3 separate regions of the Mus musculus genome follow, and regions 1 and 3 are each linked to region 2. The links are chromatin contacts, called in public Hi-C and HiChIP or PLAC-seq maps. All regions are on one chromosome and are shown on one strand. Each heading gives the region's core, a stretch centred on a gene start, on an enhancer-like site or on the middle of the called end of the contact. The rest is flanking DNA. Distances are from core to core; before and after follow the strand shown. Region 1 holds the start of Qrfprl (pyroglutamylated RFamide peptide receptor like). Region 2 overlaps Smarcad1 (SWI/SNF-related, matrix-associated actin-dependent regulator of chromatin, subfamily a, containing DEAD/H box 1). Region 3 overlaps Tnip3 (TNFAIP3 interacting protein 3).

Region 1 (3,978 bases), core at 1,122-3,621, 270 kb before region 2:
GTTAACCTGTGTTAATTTATCAAAGAAGTTCTGCAATACTCTCCTAACCTATAACATACAAGTTACTTCTCTTTCGTATCCTTAGCCAGTCCCTCTGTAGTCCATTTCTCCTCCTCTAAAGTTTTGTTGTTGGTCACTCAATATATGGAATATTATTTATTCCATAAGTCTTGTCCTAGATAAGTAAGAAGAGGCTATCTATAGTACTTCTAATACCTTGTACTTCCATGATACGACAACTTTTTTGGCTTATTTCTGGGTTTTGAGACAGCTTCACCTGCTGCCCAGGCTGGCCAGAAACATAAAATTCTTCTGCCTCTCTACCCATCTCAGTCCTGGAATTAGACGTGTGTTCTACTGAACTGGGGATAATCATGTTTTACAAACTACTTTTTCAGACACACTTTATTTTTACACCATCTCCATAAAATATAAGAATAACATATGACCCTCAGTGAATAGTTGGAAGCTACAGTGACACATCTTTCCCAGAGTGGGGGGGGGGGGGAAGCAGAAAGCTTGAGAGACTCCTCAGACTCCCCTCTCAGGGAAGATCTGTGACCTTCCTGAGTATCGTCCCTTAACCTGACTTGGAACAGAAGGTCTGTCTCACTCCTTCTTGCAAAGTTCTCCAAATTGTAACATGGTATTTAAAAATCGGGGCCCAGACATGTTCAACTAGCCCCACGTTAGAGCAAAGTAGTGAACCTGGTCTTTCCATAGCCAGCAGAGAACCTCAATTCTTGTGGTCAGTGTCACAGTGATGATGTAACCACCTCAGCAGAGCAAATATGTTTCTAAGTACATACAGGAAAAGTAGTAGTAACTCTATGACTTCTCCTCAAAAATGTAATATTTGATAATCCAAAACCCTCCATTGATGAACTTAGCTGTCTCAGGTAAATCTAGAATGCCCAAATGCAATTATTTTATCAGAGAAGATAAAACATTTCTAACCTATAATCTATTTACAGTGATCTATATACCCTGGGTCACTTTCAAGCCAAACCTATGTACTCAATATTTGATGGATTTTTTTTTTTTTAGGAAATATATCAGATGAAATGACAGCAATTTACTATCCTTATCCCCAACAATTAATGCAACTCAAGTTCATGAAAAACCGCAACACTGAAGGTATTCGCTGGTAATCCCCTAGTGGTAGGAGGTAAGGAGTGATGAAAGAGCCTCCAGTAGTTTAAATAAATTAGCCTTAGGGACAGAAATGGCAGGGTAAGAAGGCATAATGATCCATTTCTCATGCATTTACAACCACTTTCTAAGAATTTCAATGTACCCACAGGATACAGCACTCTAGAAAGCAGGGGTAGAATTGCTATTTCCTGCCTAAGTTGCCCTGGAAGCAGTGGGAGATCATTATCAGTGATCTCGAGGCCCCTGGAACCCAGCGTCCACCTTTCTTCTGTTCCACCCACTGCCTCTCTCATTGCCTCCAGTCTCTGATTTCTTTGCCAGTCCTACCCCTTGTTCTAATGAAGAGCAATTTCACCTGTCCTTTAGAAATGAAGAGGGGACATGTTTACTTAATATTACTAAACCAACACATTTTTGCTCAGTGTCTACTTGTTGTGAAAGGTTTTAAGTCTGTGTGTTATTAGTTAATACATGCAAAACCTTGTCTGGAAGCCACATATATAACTGGGAAGGAAACCTGGAAGTTGGGGGAAAGAAGAGAAAAAAAAATGACCTTTGAAATGTTTTATTATTTGAAAGATTATTCTAAAATTGCAATGGTTTATTTTAAACAGCGTGTGGGGGAACAGCATGTAATTACGGTGAGGGGCTGAAATGAATGAAGAATCATGCTGCTGTGGACTGTACTTAAATCTTACCACAATCAATATATCTATGGGACAAGGAGGGATGCTGGCCCCAAGCAGAAAATAAAACAAAGAAACAAACGCCCCCTCAGCAAGTAAGCCCTGCTGAGAAGTTCCAAAAATTCAGGGGTTCTCTTGATGGAGAAAACAAAAGGCGACCAGAAAGGAAAATGCCTAGCGGGGACCTCCTTACCCCCCAGCCAGGTGTCCGAGACGTTCTGGAGCATGGTGACCGGGATGCAGAAGAAGACGATGAGCAGGTCGCTGAGTGCCAGGGAGCAGATGAAGATGTTGGTGACGGTGCGCATGGCCTTGCTGCGGGTCACCACATAGACTACCAGGGCGTTGCCGAAGAGCGCCAGGGCAAAGATGAGCATGCCGACCAGCAGGAGGGCCAGCCTGGCGCGCGCGGGAAGCTGCGGGGTGAGCACCAGTGGCCGCAGCCCATAGTGCGCGATGAACTGAGCGCGCGTCAGGTTGTGCAGCCGAAGCAGCGCCGAGAGCTGCTCCGCGGTCAAGTTCCACGACATGCCGGGCTCGGGAGGCGTCTCGTCCGCGCGTGGGGCAGTCGAGGACCGGGAGGTATAGGAGAGAAGCCAGAAGCCGTGCCGCCGTGCCGTGCCGTGCCGTGCCCTGCCGTGCCGTGCGAGCGGCGCGAGAGAGTCTAGCAGTGACCAGAGCAAAGTCAGAGCCGCCAAACTGTTTGCAGTTCTAAGAAAGTTCCCAGCCAGGCGCTGCGGTCCTCAGAAACCTCGCAGCGCCACGCGAGGCTCAGTGTCCAGTTTTCTGGACCTTAGTGGAGCTGAACCCCGCCCCTCCGCGCACTTCCCAGCCCCTGGAGAGCCGCCTCCTGCAGCAAAGCACCTAACAAGGAGTGCCCTGCCTTGCTGGAACCACCCAAAGCCATGCCCCAGCCCAGGTTGATGATACTAAAACAAAAACTGTTGTTGAGGTTTGGAAAGCCTCTTGGTTCTCCTCTTGTAAAATCATGTATGGGCCACAACTACCCATGGCAAAGTGGAGTTCAAGTCTTTTCAGCTTTGAAATAATAATTACAGAAGAGAAGTTGCAGTCATAAAAAGAGGGTTCCAGGCATACTCTGACTTTCTCCGTTTTGTCATAACTGTGTATGACAAAGTACAAACCTAAAAATTGACATAGATAGAGAGAGAGAGAGAGAGAGAGAGAGAGAGAGAGAGAGAGTGTGTGTGTGTGTGTGTGTGTAACAAAATCAAGATACAAAACTCCATCACCGCCCAGATCTCACTCTGGGACATTTTCATGACCATGACCGCGCTCCTCCGTTCATGACCTCTAACCTCTAGCAGTCTCTGCACATCTGTCAAGAGTATAATAATATAAACAGAATCAGAATCTATATACTTTGTGTGTATGTGATCTCCTCCACCTTGACACAATATGCTGTAAACCTATCCAGGTTGTGAGATGTTTTGTAAATCTAACCAGGTTGTGAAGTGTATTGTCAATCTGTCCAAGTTGTGGGGTGTATTGCTGACATATACTAGTTTATTTCACTATTCCTTCCTTGTAAAACAGTTGGGGTGTCTCCAGCTTTGGGCTATAAAACTGCTATGAAGAAACATGGACTGGTTTCTGTATGGCTATAGTTTGCACTTTAATTATGGGAAGCATCAAGAAGTTTGTCTAGTCTGTGATGTTCTAGTTAGTTGTTTTGTTTTGTTTTTGTTTTGTTTAAACATCTTAGTACAAGGCAGAGTTTCTTATCAGCTTAGCACAAGAGAAGAGGAAACCACATTTGAGAAAATGCCTATAGGCAAGTCTGGGGAGTATTTTCTTGGTTAAAGACTAATGTGGGAGAGCCCGGATCTGGGTAGGCAGTGCCAACCCAGACAGGTGATTCTGGACGATATAGGAAATCAGGCTGAGCAAGCCATGAAAGAGCAAGCCAGTAAGCGGCACTGCTTCAAGCCCTTGTACCAGTGTCTGTCTTCAGGCTTCTGCCTTGAGTTCCTGCCATGGCTTCCCTCACTGATGGGGTATGACTTGAGAATTGTAAGCGAAATAGAAAGCCCTTTCTCCTCAAGCTGCTTTTGGCCCTGATGTCTTATAGCTACTGGGGTGATTCTGGACCACTGAAAAAGTATTGCTACTTGTG
Region 2 (3,962 bases), core at 79-2,578:
AAAACCTATTTCATGATGGGTGGTGGACATCTTTAATCCCAGCACTTGGAAGGCAGAGACCAGCCTAGTCAACAGAGTTCCAAGACAGCTAGGTCTATGCCAAGAAATCCTGTTTTATAAAGGAGAAAATAAAAGCCTACCAATGGACTGTGATGTTTAATGACACTGGCCCAATGAAAGGACAATTGAGGATTCATTTTATGTACCAAATCCCTATCCATTGCCAAGCAATATCTTAAACATAAGATGGTCCTGTTTCTGTTCAATATTACATACTTCTCTGGGGAAGGAGAACGAGGGCTAAAAACCATTACAAAGGGTGTGAAATACAACTTAATGATCACAAATATTTTTATTAAACCCAAGACATAATAAAATATTACAGGGAGAATCCAACTACATTTCATTAGAAAAAATTCAGATATAACAACACCACAACCAATGAGCCTACTGTGGGAGACACATTTCACACAGAAAAGTTAAGGGAAATTCACTGTGGGTTTAAAAGGTACAATTTCCAACAACTTGACTAAGCGACCTGGGTACTGTGATCACAAGGAGGTAGCATTAACACCTGCAAATTCCTGGCAGCCCCGTAGTGGGGAGATAAATTTGATACAGTCATATATCTTCAATATTAAATCTACTGAGTCAGGAGTTCAGAGTCTCAGATACCTGAAAAAAAAATAGCACTGTAGGATTGTGTCACCCATCTAAGTGTTTACCTAGCACCTCAGCACTGGGGGTGTCTTGAAAAGTATGAGCTACAATAATTAACAAATCTCTCATTTATAAATAAGTTTATTTATAATGATATTTACATTATAAAACAAAGCACATAAAACTCACAAGTTATACAAAGAATCTGATGTATAATAAAAACAGCAATATAGACTGACAGGCAAAATTTAAATGAAAAGTTAATAAAGACTGAAATACCAAATAGACAATTTTACTTCTAAATTTCACTTTGTCACCCACACTGAACTGGAATTGAACAATGGCTTCTCTTCAGGTGGTTCTGTATTGGAAATCCTGGGAACTGGTAAATTATATTTTGTTAAGAATTTAAAGTTAATGACCTATTTTCATGCAGTATCTAGCATTACCTTGGTATGAAGTCACATCCAGTTTCCTTTGAAGTGAAAGTATCTTTAAGTTAATCTGTTCTGCTGGACTAGAAATATGCCACCAACATCTGCTGATCTTGGTGATTCAGCAGAAGGAAATGTGTAAGAGAAAACTGGAGCAGAAGTGACTGGGCAATGGTTAAGAGAAGCAAAAGCGGGAGAGGAAGCTGATAGCAACACACACAAGCGAAGGCAGAGTTAATGAGCCAGAGGTGCAATAAGAAAATGAAAGAAGGAACTGACCCCCCAGAGCAGGAGAAAGGCTTCAGTTCCTACTCACTGGAAAACAACTTAGTGCTTAGCCAAACAAATGTGTTCTAACAGGAGGAAGAAGAGGACCTGGGGACATTAGTGGATGGAATGCCACCTTGTGATTCAGGCTGAGTTCTTACTGACATTGGTGAACATCTGCATCAAATAGCAATAAAATGAAGACTGAACAACCTATACAGCTGCATTCTTTAACATAATAAAAACTTCAAATCAGACAAGCAAAACAAGACATAAACATTGTCAAATAAGGCACATGTAAATCTACACACATTATCCAGTGAAAGACACTATATATATATATATATATGTATATATATCTGGAGGTAGAAATAATTACAAAAATACTGACATTTCTAAAGCATTAGCATATTTGTTACAAACAATCACCAACTAACCCCATTCAGAAAACTGCTTTGAAAAATGATTAGTCAACATTTTCAGGATGTGAGGATCTGGAGAATCCAGTTAGTGGCAAAAAGTTGTCCATACTATGTGAAATGCAACATGAAATTATAAAAAATTACAAATGCTCAGAAACCCCATGGTCACCGTGATGTGAATGTCCTTGAATGCACCAAGTTGATATGTCCTCATCAATCAGGAATTCCGCGCTCTCCTTCACAGGCCCATTGATGTTTTTAGTAATGTGGCTATATCTGCTGGCATACTTCCTTCATCAGCTGCAGGGCAGAAAATAATGTGAAAGTTATGCAGAAATATCCGGGCTTCTAAGATGTATCTTCCTCCCAACCTTTCTTCTCTTTGGTGAATTCCTACCTATAACTAATTCCTAGTTTGTTTTGGTGTCATCTCATTAAAAACCTGACCTAACCTATACAGCTGAGTTATTTACTTTCCCACTTACTGGTAATAGCATAGCTGTAAAGTCACAACTATTTCTGATGTGTGCAGCAATAAACTACAAATGGCTGAAATGCAGCACAATGAATCAAATCTCTCAAAAATCTGAGACAATCAAAACTACAGGAGTACTTTCATGTGTTCTACTCTCTGGGTAAAAGATGCATACGTACAAGACACTGAACACTGGACAAACTGTTAAGGAGTTTACAGATACCCTTCCCTTCAAGCGTATTTAACAGACTAAAGACAGCCCATGGCATTAAGATATCAATTCTCTTAAAACTAACTGGCATTCCACATCCCACTAGAGAAATGTGGAGAAAAGACTATGGAGACTCTTTTAGTGTCTTTACTAAATAAAATCTTTTAGTGTTTTTACTAGATACTATTAGAACAAAATAAAATCTAAAGTGTGAACCTTAGCAGGATCCTTGTTTCAAAAGAAAGTGAAAAAATATTAAAAGGGTACTGGATGAAAATTGGCTTAGCAGCTAAGAGCATTGGTTGCTCTTCCAAAGGACCTGGGTTCAGTTCCAAGCACCCACATGATTGATGGCTTACAACCAGCTGCAATTCCAGTCTCGGGGGAATCTAGTGCCTATTTTGGCTTCTACGTGACTGGTACAAATCCAGTACGCAACATACACGAAGGCAAAAGACCTATTCGCATGAAACAAAAGAAATGAACCTCAGTAATAATATAGTAAACGGACAGTTGGAAGAAATCTGAGTAGGAAATTCGATTCTATCTAAAATGTTCTTGTTTGTAACAACTTAGAAAATATTTATCTAAAATCCTGTCACACCTAAAACTACCTTCAGACTGGCTCTGGAAGAGAGAAGCCCAACACATGCCAACCCTTCACAGCTGCCGGTCAGCGAGCTTTCCTTCATACCGTGGTTCTAAGATTTTTTTATATAAAAAGTTTTGTAATAAGAGTTCAAAAGTGTAATAAGCCAGTTACTTTAAGAAAGAGTCCCACGATTTTTATCATAAAGCAATGATTCCAGTTAATATACAGCAAAGTCAACAAGAAAGCTTGTTAAATTATACTAAGTACCACTGCCAGAGTTTCTAAGCAGGTTAAATCTTATAGAGAATTTAGAAATCTGCATTTCCAGCTGCCAAGTGCCTGGGTGACATAGCTGCAGATCCTGAGACCAAGGCCAGCTCTAGAGAAACAGACTCTATAGTCTTTAGTTAGCCATGCTGATTTTCCAGAGGTTTCCTAATGATTGCTGATACACACACTCATCTGCAAATACACACGTCATTCACAGGGCAACAGAACTCAGTGTGAGGCGGAAAGAGATCACATTCTCTAGACCCAGTGTCACTTCTTTTTAAAAATGAAACTGGACACATCCAAAGATAAAATTATTGTAATTGAAACTAAATAAATGACAATATTGTATCCTTGGTTTTATTGGACAAAAAATTTAAGCATCCCTTCGGGAAAAACAAACCAGAATAGGTAAACCCCTTTCCCAGAGCAGAGGGAAGGCATGGGAGGAAGCTGTGGGCTGCTTGGAAAGGAGCTCGGGAGCATTAGAAGCTCTCTCTCTCTGCTGACAACTGGCTCACCTTCCCAGCACCACTACAACATTTCTAACTCTTAAGTTCTAAACTATGCTAATGTACTACTTGTCAAAAATTATACACATGAATAAAACTTGTAAATTTATAGAACTTAA
Region 3 (4,036 bases), core at 553-3,052, 490 kb before region 2:
ACTTGCTTATATTTAATATACTCTACCTTGTGAAACTGGCTTCCTTGAAAGTGCACCAGTTCCATTAAATCTGGAAATCTACTGAACAAAACCTGGGATCTCACTAGTCATGAGCATGGCATTTAGAAATATGTATGCCTTGGAAGGCAGGAACATTCCAGCACAGCCCTTCAAAGAAAAGGTCTTTAAAACAACTTGCCTGTATTTGAGTAGTAGGTAGTTAAACTCTCATTCTCCCAAGATAAATATTATAAGAAAAAGATCAGAAGAACTCTTATTTCATAAATAGTCTCTGGGACCCAGTGTTGGGTAATGCTTTAATACACTTAAGTTAAAAGGAATGTCTAGTGGTTTTTATCTCCTTATAAGAATGTATGGGGATGATTTCATCCCCAGTCATAACCTCTTAAAAACCAAGTTCCAATCACCAGAATTCAAACAGGCTGAAGTTTAAAAGAATAAGAGAATAAAAATAGAACATGCATACACTTGGCGAAAGTTCCTTGTACTAACCTATAACTGAGAATTCAGTCTGTCCAATCAGGATTGAGACGTTATTTTTCCTCTTAAATATTTAAATTATTCCCAGAAAAGGTATCATTTGTTCTTTTTCCAATTAAAGTATTCTTATCCTCTGTTCATGAATATCCCAACATGGTAGAATATAGAGATACCTATGATTATAACTTTATCTTTCGTTGTTTGGCAATCCAGCCAAATGTTTTTTATTCTTGGCATACACGAGCAGCTCAGAAGTAAAGCAGCATGGGGAATTTTTAAAACATGTCTATACCCATTTTAAATTTTGTTATTACTATTTTGTTCACTCTATACCACTGGCTAATGAAATTTAATGTCGACACTATTTCAAGATCTAAAATAGAGCTAACTAACAATAGGTGAAATCACTGAATTCCACACACTGCAAGTATTTCATATGGCACTTGGTGGTATGATCATTATAGTCATGCAATTAGAAAAAGAATGGTTAAAATATAAATTAAGGATGTCAGCAATAGAGCCATTAAAACACAGAGGAGATGGGTTTTGATTGTCTCTTTGCTATTACAAACCAGAGTACACTTGCCACTGTCTGCATTAAACCTGCATTTTCCCAGAAACTTTTCCTTGCTGTGAAAGAAGATCAAACTTTACCATTTAATTTTGCAGATCATCTATTTACTATGATGTAGTAACAAAGTCCACTCGGTGAGATTTAGAGAGGCTGGGGTAGTGGGTGGAGGGAGCTGATGTCCAAAAGCAAACATGCTGCTTGCCTACTAACAGATGGAAGGAACTGAGCTAGCCTGATTGTCAGTGAGTAGGTTTCTTTTTGGAACCTGTGAGACAACTCAGTAAGTGGGAAAGTGCTTGCCCCGTGACCGCTTGTGGCCTCTTACCTGCTGCTTGTGCCATTCCACCTCTCTTCTCATCTCTGCATGGCTGCACCTGCCTTTACACTTCCCTGAGTCCTCAGAAAGCGAAGAGCTCCCAATGGTCAAGGCATCCTGAAGAACCTATATTAAAAATGAAGCACACTGTTGATAAGAGATTCACTCTCATCTTAGTAATTGTTTCATGATTGTTAGAATCTCCTCCAGTACAAGAGGAGGCATGTTTTATGTTCTCCACGTGGCTGACTAGCTTTTCTGTGTTTCGTTGTCTGCAGGCGTGCATATTTTCCAAGTCTCTGTATTCCCCATAGTGATGTAAAAAGGACTCAACATCCACCATTTTAAGGGGATCACTCATGTTGACCTCCCTGTCTCCTAGAGAAGAAAAGAGAAGACAAAAGAGGAAGAGCCTTCTGCAAAGCCTCTGATTTCCTCCAGTGTGTTTGCTATCTGTGCTATTCAAATGTTGGAGGCACCTAGAAGAGCAGATTCCTTGGGCAGTCTATCTAGAGGTTCTGAATCAGTAGGTCTAATGGGGGATCCAAGAACACTGTTGTAAGCCATGCCATATCTCCAAGGAAATCTATACCAAGTGCCCATTTGCACAGTTAAGGCCTCCAGGCCTGCTGTTCCTCTTCTGCTCTATCTTTTCCCAGCACACCGTTCCCTGAGCTAGCTAGACATATTTATGTTTTATCAAAACATCTATTTACTCCTGACCGTGTGGGATAAAATATGCTATAACTTTATGAATTTACCAAGGAATAAGAAGGCAAAGCAAAGTTGCTATTTGCTAGTGAATTCTCACCCTTTCTCACTTGCCCAATGGGGCTTCATACTCATACTTAGATTATATATGGATGTTACTTGTTAGATTATAAACAGAGAGTTACAATTCATGGTGAGTTTAATAAAAATAGTTTCAACATTTTAACCTTGTAAATTCAAGATGCTCTCATACATGAGTGTCCTCAGCACCATAATTGACAGTGTAATAATTAGTCAAGTGAGTCCTCTGGACTCAGAAAAAACGTTCACCTCAGAGGTCTATGAATTCACTTCCTAGGGAAACAGCTTACAAATCTTAGTGGGGCAAGCAGATAATCATAGTGGCACTGTACTGTCCACACTGCTACACAAGACTGTCATAAAGGCAGAAAGGAAAGCCAGCTTATAGTCTTGAACAGATTTTGTCACACTGGGAATTTTCTACTATTGGGTTTTAGAATCTATACACACCTCCTAGTTCAATGGAAGTATTAATTTTCAGAACATTGCAGGAGAAACTAAAGGAATCAGTATAGCCTCAGCTCCCCCCAAGACTATATTCTCAGCACAAAGAAGAGACAAAGGCAGGAAATAAGAGATAAAGACAAAAGATACAGAATGGGGGAGAAGGGGAAGAAAACAAAGGAGAGGGATATTTGTCCTGGGTTGGAGAGAGAGGACACAGACATGGCCCATAAGAAATATCTAAAGATAAAAGGGATGTGTTAGGATGAGGTGTTTGATTTTAATTGGGCATGTTTATTAGATGAGCCAAAGGGGCGATTTGATTGCTGGATTTCAGTCCTTTGATAGCAGGACCTCAGGAGGAAAAGGTGGCTAAATAAGGGAATAGACTTTGGTGCTATCTTTAAGAATGTAATCTAATGATTTTCAGCAAAGGAAATGGGGAAAAGGTCAAGGCCTGCCAGACCCATATTTGCCATGTTTGGGTTGGCTAGAGTGCCTTTAGACAAAAAAGTATTTTTTGGTTGTGATGTTTTTGTTTTTCTTTTTTCTTCCTCTAGGAGAAAATTAAAGAACAAAGTTATTAAGTAAATTGTTTTTTTAATTAATATACTTATTTATTTATGATAATGAGTTGGGAATCCTTATGTGTGTGAAAGCATTCAATTCAATTCTGTTGTAACCTGTATAAGCTGCATACTTCTAGGCAATAACAATCAAGTTGGATATTTGAAGCTATATGATCAATAGTAAAGAGAGACCTGAGAGGGTGACACAAGTGAGTAACAGCAATCAAACATGCCAAAGGAATGGCCAGGACCTGTCACAAGACTCCTGGAGATCATCTTATTTTGATTGCCTGGTTACCTCTCCAGTGCTCTTCTGAAAATTGAAAAATGAGTCATGAATGAAAAGTGAGTTGAATCAACATTTGTGTCATCTTGGTACTTTCCAACTTCCTTGAACCTGTCCTAGATTAGTCCTTTTCACTATCAGTTCTGATATACAAAACAGCATATATTTGTAAAGCTCATATTAATTATTTGTGTTACTGTCTGTTCCCATTGTTATTTTTAACCCTTGTATCTCTACTGAGTGACTGGGTTAGCAGTCAGCTAAAGGTTGCTCCCAAATTCATGTTCTGAGGTATACTCAAAATTTCTTCATATTTATTGCAATAGGAAAGAAAGAAAGAAAGAAAGAAAGAAAGAGAGAGAGAGAGAGAGAGAAAGAAAGAAAGAAAGAAAGAAAGAAAGAAAGAAAGAAAGAAAGAAAGAAAGAAAGAAAGAAAGAAAGAAAGAGAAAGAAAGAAAAGAATAGTACTCATCATAAAAATCCAAGCATCTGAACACTTAAGAGCTTTGGGGTTTAGTTCTTAGAACTCACATCAGACTATTTCCAACCACTTG

The links. A called contact is a pair of places that touch in the nucleus more often than the background predicts. HiChIP or PLAC-seq counts read pairs in DNA pulled down with a chosen protein or histone mark.
Region 1: a Hi-C map of bone marrow-derived macrophages shows a contact between it and region 2, with 22 read pairs. The contact joins the promoter of Qrfprl here to the enhancer-like site in region 2. A contact is called at or near these places in 2 of 39 promoter capture datasets (the HPC-7 cell line and HPC-7-derived erythroid cells), 1 of 15 datasets of contacts at CTCF or cohesin (pro-B cells), 18 of 484 Hi-C or Micro-C datasets (CD4 T cells, DN3 thymocytes, the HPC-7 cell line and 10 more), 2 of 115 datasets of contacts at active chromatin or transcription factors (astrocytes and bone marrow-derived macrophages) and 2 of 9 other capture datasets (adipose tissue and liver).
Region 3: a contact with region 2 is called in an H3K4me3 HiChIP or PLAC-seq map of bone marrow-derived macrophages, with 5 times the contacts expected there. The contact joins two enhancer-like sites. A contact is called at or near these places in 3 of 115 datasets of contacts at active chromatin or transcription factors (bone marrow-derived dendritic cells, bone marrow-derived macrophages and large pre-B cells) and 1 of 9 other capture datasets (adipose tissue).

Annotation. Positions count from the first base shown.
Region 1 is chr6:65,379,687-65,383,664 of GRCm38.p6, reverse strand. Qrfprl (pyroglutamylated RFamide peptide receptor like) reads right to left here and starts at 2,371. Exons shown (of 6, transcript NM_175524.4): 1 at 2,035-2,371. The coding sequence starts at 2,371.
Region 2 is chr6:65,112,422-65,116,383 of GRCm38.p6, reverse strand. It overlaps Smarcad1 (SWI/SNF-related, matrix-associated actin-dependent regulator of chromatin, subfamily a, containing DEAD/H box 1), which reads right to left. Exons shown (of 24, transcript NM_001355250.1): 24 at 335-2,083. The coding sequence ends at 2,022. Among named protein-coding and RNA genes, the nearest start is that of Hpgds, 30 kb to the left of the region's middle. Within about 2 kb of position 1,328, at least 30 of the 459 cell types and tissues checked have an H3K27ac peak or open chromatin away from gene starts, as enhancers often do. A contact at or near this core is called in the HPC-7 cell line, adipose tissue and bone marrow-derived macrophages, where this site is marked.
Region 3 is chr6:65,603,322-65,607,357 of GRCm38.p6, reverse strand. Tnip3 (TNFAIP3 interacting protein 3) reads right to left here. Exons shown (of 8, transcript NM_001001495.2): 6 at 1,401-1,517. Among named protein-coding and RNA genes, the nearest start is that of Tnip3, 15 kb to the right of the region's middle. Within about 2 kb of position 1,802, at least 7 of the 459 cell types and tissues checked have an H3K27ac peak or open chromatin away from gene starts, as enhancers often do. A contact at or near this core is called in bone marrow-derived macrophages, where this site is marked.